Linked DNA regions of Gossypium hirsutum: region 2 is linked to region 1. The links are chromatin contacts, called in public Hi-C maps. All regions are on one chromosome and are shown on one strand. Each heading gives the region's core, a stretch centred on a gene start, on an enhancer-like site or on the middle of the called end of the contact. The rest is flanking DNA. Distances are from core to core; before and after follow the strand shown. Region 1 has its middle 24 kb from the start of LOC107949048. Region 2 holds the start of LOC107949027 (transcription termination factor MTERF4, chloroplastic).

What was found. Hi-C and Micro-C count contacts between places; a contact is called where the count stands out from the background.
Region 2: a Hi-C map of leaf shows a contact between it and region 1, with 3 times the contacts expected there. The contact joins the promoter of LOC107949027 here to the enhancer-like site in region 1. A contact is called at or near these places in 3 of 34 Hi-C or Micro-C datasets (fibers and leaf).

What each region holds. Positions count from the first base shown.
Region 1 is chrA08:13,547,178-13,550,244 of Gossypium_hirsutum_v2.1, forward strand. No RefSeq gene overlaps it. Among protein-coding and RNA genes, the nearest start is that of LOC107949048, 24 kb to the right of the region's middle. Within about 2 kb of position 1,589, at least 2 of the 9 cell types and tissues checked have an H3K27ac peak or open chromatin away from gene starts, as enhancers often do. A contact at or near this core is called in leaf, where this site is marked.
Region 2 is chrA08:13,682,782-13,686,255 of Gossypium_hirsutum_v2.1, forward strand. LOC107949027 (transcription termination factor MTERF4, chloroplastic) reads left to right here and starts at 1,726. Exons shown (of 3, transcript XR_001697618.2): 1 at 1,726-1,932; 2 at 2,379-3,474.

The DNA.
Region 1 (3,067 bases), core at 339-2,838:
TTCTGGTTTATGGGGATAGGGAAAAAGAAGGGAATTTGATCCTGGAATCTTGATCTATGGCATCAGTTTGAAAAATATGACAAAAGTGATCCCTTTTTAACATGAGGCATTATTAATTAAGAATCATAACCTAAACTTGCCGTCTAAATTTTTCAATTTTAGCACATTAAGCCTAGCTTTGTTTTGCACATGATACACGGTAATTGATATAATATTATACGCTACCTGGTTTTAAAGTAATATGATAATTCTTTCCCACTTTCCTAAGTGGATTTATTAAGCTTTCGGCTAAGTATAAAACTGGTGTGTTTGCTCAGCTATCTTAAACAAGCATCTCTTGCCATTCCATCACCAAAAAAACCCTAGTAAAAAGAATTGTCCATTTCTTATCATATCAATGGAAAAGAATCAAAGCAGTTGCCCCAAAGTTGTGTTTGAGAAGATCTTTAGGTCAATCACTTTGGGTCCTGCTTTCACTACAATTCGTCGCATCTCCAACCGCCAACAAACACCATCTTCAACAGCTCGAAATTCACCACAGCCACCCAAACCTTCGAGTAAACAAGGATCGGAAGTTCCCATCAAGTTCGACTATACCACCGCCCCACCAACCGAGAAACCAAAACCAGTTGTTTCAGCTGGTAATGCTCATCAACTGGGAGGAAGTAAGTTGAAGCCTAGTGTAGCAAAGGGTAATGGGAAAAGCCAAGTCCAAAACCACGATGATATATTTGCTAAATTTATCCATGAAACAAGGCGGAAGATCACGTCACCGGAGCCGGACAACGGTGAGATTTCCCAGAAAGTGGGTGGACATGGACATGGACATGGTAGTGGTCGAAAGGATCATCAATTCTCGGATTACATAAAGCAGACTAAAAGGAAGATCAAGAGCACCTTGAGCAGCAAGGATAGAAGTGAGTCTTTCTTCAAGTGATTCAAATTTGACATGAACAAGGTGGAGATTCTATCCTATATATGTACCAAACTAAAAAGGTAAGATAAATAAACATTGATTATATTGTTTTGTGTGTGCCTTAATTCAGTTGATTCATGTGTGTAACAATGGTCTCTTTCTATGATTCTATCTCATTGTTATTGTTGTATGTATGTTTCTCACTCAATATATACATCCCCATCAACTTTTCTATTCTACTTATCATTGGTTTAATAATTATACGCATGCTTTCCTCTTTTACCTTTGTTTATGATCTTTTACTCTTATGGAAAACATAGGGGATCAAATGAAGATAAATTTGTATAGAAGCTCCTCATATTATGCATTTTTAGCATGGATATTACATTTTTAAATAGTTTATTTGAAAAACATTCAAGTTTCGCAAAAGTTACCTTTAATAATTTTAGATGCTTTTAAGAAAAAAAATATTTTTTTAATAAAGCAGCCACATGATTGAAAATATACATTAGAAAATAAAAATGATACTAAAATTATATAAAAGAAATGCATTAAGACACAGATGTCTAATACAATGTTGAATGCAAGATGAAGAGTAACAGAATGGGCCTAAGGGTATATACAGAACAACATTCTTGGATTTGGGTGGCAGCCATTTATTATATTGTCCAAATTTCTAACTCTATGTAGGCCTGGACTGCGTCATTCAGGCCTCAACCCTTCTTTTAAACCACAGCCTCACCCCAGTATTCAACTACCAACCATTTGAGAAGCCTCTGAATCATGATGTTAGAGTTTTCGAGTTTCAATGCCAACGTCCTATAATTAAAAGCAATATATTTAAATTCAAACCCAACTCCACCAATAAAAAGAAAATAGAAAAAGAAGTTTAAATTAGTTTTATGAAATTATTAAAATTATATCAAATTATAATTTTGTTAAAATGATTATCTGAATAAATAAATAATCATGAATTCGAAAACAGCATAAATATATAAAAGTCGAAAATCTAACGCCAACTTTTTCAACAATAGTCCCAAGATCATAAATCATATAGGGAAGCAATAAAATGATAAACATTTAACCTCTAACCATAGCACTTGATTGATATAAAATATGTTAGTACAAAAACTTCGGTGAAAAAAATCTCGAACATCCAAACGAAACTTAAACAGAAAAAGAAGAAATAGGATAAAGCTCCAAAGCATGTAGCAAGCCACTATCTTTAAGGTTATATTTGCTCCCACCTATCTTCAGTGTGCAAATGAATTTCAAGCAAATTAACCTCGAGAATACAATGAAGCCAATGACTATATGCGTTTTGTACTGACGAGAATACTCCACTAAGGACTAAGCAATGTATAACAAGGAACTTAATTTCTACAAAGAATTTATAAAGTAACTCTTTATAGAACAATCTAATAATATTATAAATGAGTAAGGATAGGAAGAACTTTTGGAACTTGTAGGTGTGATCTCCAAATGAAATTTCATTCCTATTTATTGGAATTTTCATGTCTCTTCGTAAAGACATCTTTGAATAAGTGTCTTTATTGATTAAATAAAAATAATAATTATTCATTTAATTTTATAACTATTCAAGCAATATTGCTTGAACAGTTATAATTATTTTTCGAAAATCAAATAATATAACTTTTGACCAATGATTATCTTTTGATTAATTACACATATTCATTTACAGTTATTAAAATATTATAAATATTTGAAAATGTTAGAATCTTTTCGCTTTAAAAACTTCAAATAAATCACAAACACCGTAAATAAAGAATTATATATATTGAAAACTTTGGTAAAATTTTTATTTCAGCAGACTCTCTCACTCTTTACTAAACGTAGTTAATCTAAAAATATAAAATTATTTAATTTTGTATAATAAAATAAACTCATCTTCAAAAATGTGTACATGTATGGGTGTGTGAAATAGAAGCTAATTTAATTTTGAATCCAAAGAGACCGAAGCAAAAGTGGGTAATGTGATGTGATAGAATTGAGGTTTCATACATAGGCAGACAGTTGAAGTCCAATTGACGTGCTATTTTCATGGACGGTACAAACTCAGGGGAAACTTTATAATGTACTGTTAACTCACATTGACAATATTACATATGCATTGTAGGCATTAGACAACTA
Region 2 (3,474 bases), core at 476-2,975, 140 kb after region 1:
AATGTTTAAGTCCGGTAACGCCTCGAACCCTATCCCAGCGTCGGATATGGGTAAGGGGTGTTACAAAAAATTTAATGAATAAAAAAAGAATAAAATTATAACAATATGCAAAATTTTTCATTCATAAGCTTAGACTTTTTCAGTTCTCATTTCGTACATGTACAACCATAATTACTCTTTTTTTTTCAAATTCTCTACTCTCTAACATTTAACCACTTAAACTCATTTCTACGTTTTCTTCCATCTTCGATTCTGTATCTTCTTCTGGGAAATTCTTTTATATTAAATTCTGAATTCTCTTCAAATTCATCTTCTACAGTCCAATTTGGAAATTCCTCAAGATCTTCTTCCTCTTCAACTTTATAACGGGTATTGAATTTATAAATTCTCTTGATAATTTCCTAACAACTAATTTATCCATCCATGACATGTCAAAAACATTTTGCTTCCTAGTCAATTTTCGCGAACCTAAATTTTATCTTACTATTTTCCTTGCTACATAAAAGATTATAAACTTCACGAAGTGTATAACTATATTCCAATAGGTTCGTGGTACCAATGTCTTCCAAAGTTGGTCTAAAATAATTTGATGCTCTCGTTCTATTAATGCCTCTCTAAGGGTCAAATATTGCACTTTATTCTTTCTAATCAGTTCATGACCCTTACGTAACACTTCTTGCATCTTTTGATTTACGGTAATAAGGTGTTAAACGATGTCTTCTTTTGGGTTCATTCTGTAATCTTGCAATTCTCTCATCATCTTATCAACTTTCTCTCTTTGTGCTAAAGTTGTTATCTCATCAGATAATATCATATTTATTACCATTTCTACCAATATCTGTGACAAAAAATAATTTTTTTCTTGATTTTTAGTTTTTATCTATTTTCCTTTGGTGTCATCACTAACTAATAATTAATTTATAATAGTTACTAACAAAATAACTTTCAAATAAATTAAAAAAATAAAAATTACATTCATAACCTAACAAATCATAATAAACTCTAAACAAGCAATTAACCTAATCACAAAACTTACTAACAAAATTAATAAAAATTTACATTCATAACCTAACAAATCACAATAAACATTAAACTAAACAAATAATTTATAATAGTAACTAATAAAATAATTTTAAAATAAATTAAAAACATAAAAATAACCATAAACAAACTACACAATACTAACAAAATAATTTATCCTCATCATAATCTATTCTATTTAAAAAATAAAAATAAAAATACTTTATCCTTCCTTCTCTTCTGCTATTTTATTTTTAATCCTCATTCTCTTCTTTACTGGGACCATTAAATAGGGCCCTAAAAATTAGACCACTGGTGCTGCCTATCAGATAGACATTATCTCCTTGTACTAATTTTATATTTGTACACGGGCGCATACTAAATTCAAAAATTTTCTACAAGTTGGCCGCTTATGTAAATGGTAATACTAATAAAATAATATTTTAAAAAAAATAAAAGATAAATTTTATTAAAAAAATGATAGTGCTGCCTATAAGAAAGGCACCGCTCCAAATATACCATTTTGATATTTAATCATATTGACATACTGATTTGGTATTAATTTTTTTTTAATAATATTCACGTGAAAAAGCCTAAAAATCACGATGAAAACCCAGTTCAATGCAGATTGAAGTAATCAGACCAAAAAGGCCTACAATAAATCCAAAATAGATTTTCAGAGAAATAAAAGCCTAGTCCAAAAATTTTAGAAAGAAACCCACAACGTAGATAAAGGCAAATAGATAAATGTTAGAGGAAAAAATCTACTAGTAGCACCTGCCTTGCTTCCAAGTTCGCAACCCAGGGCCTTACTTTGGCTGCAGCCACACCGTTCCTCCCTTCTTCGGCCACCGGAAACCGACAACTCTCGTCTCCTTCTAAAGCTCTGAGTCGGTTACTCTTCCTTTCCTGGTAATTTTTGTTTCACTGTTTGTTAATTCTTCGGATATTGGAGTAAGATCTTTACTGAAAGTGGGAAAACAAATTGATATTGCAGTAAGAGAATTAATGAATTGTGAAATTTGGGTGATTATCTAATTTTCAGAATCCTTAATTCGAGAAAAGTATCTTCTTTAGCTTCTACTTCTTCTCCTTGGGTCTACTTTACCTTTATCTTTGATATTGGAGTCTGGGTACTGAAATGCGCCTAATTGCCATTTTAGCGTTTTAGCTTCTGAGCATCACCTTATTCTAGCTCTGAAAGTACAGATTTTGTTTAATTTTTTTCTAGTAAAAATGCTTCCTTTATAGAGTTCTCATTATATAAGGTCATTTTCTTCTAAACATCTAAAAGACCTTTTCCGGAAATGATTGCTTCTTACAACCTTTAATTCATTTGGTCTGCGGTTTTTTTGTAGAATATTTAATATCCTGAGAACTGTGAGATTATGAAGATCAGAAGCTGTGTTGGCATTACAAAACCAAGTCTTCTGCTTGTACATTCTGAGTTACCCGCACTTACCTTCCATAAAACCAAGTTAACATGGACATCAACCCTTAGATTCCCAAGTAACTATGAGAGGACTTCTGGATCGGTTACTAGGTTTCATTGCAATGTTGCTGGTAGAACTGGTGCTTCTACATCTGTGAGTTCATCTTCATCGAAGTCAAATACTGTTCATTTGAGCCGGAAACAAGTCAAACCCTCATCCTTGTATAGTCGTCCTAGTTTGTCGAACATGAAGAAAGAGAGGATAGCAAATCGCGCTAAGGTTTATGAGTTTTTGAGGGTACTTGGTATTATTCCTGATGAGCTAGATGGGTTAGAACTTCCTGTAACTGTTGAGGTTATGCAGGAACGGATTGATTTTCTTCATAATTTGGGGCTTACTATTGAAGACATCGACAATTATCCACTGGTCCTCGGTTGTAGTGTGAAAAAGAACATGATTCCCGTGCTTGATTATTTGGGGAAATTGGGTGTTAGAAAATCCACTTTCACTGAGTTTTTGAGAAGATATCCACAAGTTCTCCATGCAAGTGTTGTGGTTGACCTTGCCCCAGTTGTAAAGTATCTTCAAGGGTTGGATATTAAGCCTAATGATATTCCTCGGGTCCTTGAGAAATATCCAGAAGTACTGGGATTCAAGCTTGAGGGGACAATGAGCACATCAGTGGCTTATTTAGTCGGCATTGGAGTGTCAAGAAGGGAAGTTGGAGGGGTCTTAACCAAATACCCTGAGATTCTTGGGATGCGAGTGGGCCGTGTGATAAAGCCATTTGTGGAGTATCTTGAAGGTTTGGGTATTCCTAGGTTAGCTATAGCTAGATTGATAGAGAAGCGACCTCACATCCTTGGGTTTGGATTGGAGGAGAGGGTCAAACCAAATCTTGCATCCCTTCTAGAGTTCAATGTCAGAAAAGCATCTCTTCCATCTATAGTAGCACAATATCCTGAAATTATAGGAATTGATCTAAAGCCGAAGCTTCTTGGTCAAAGGAGTTTGATTCAAT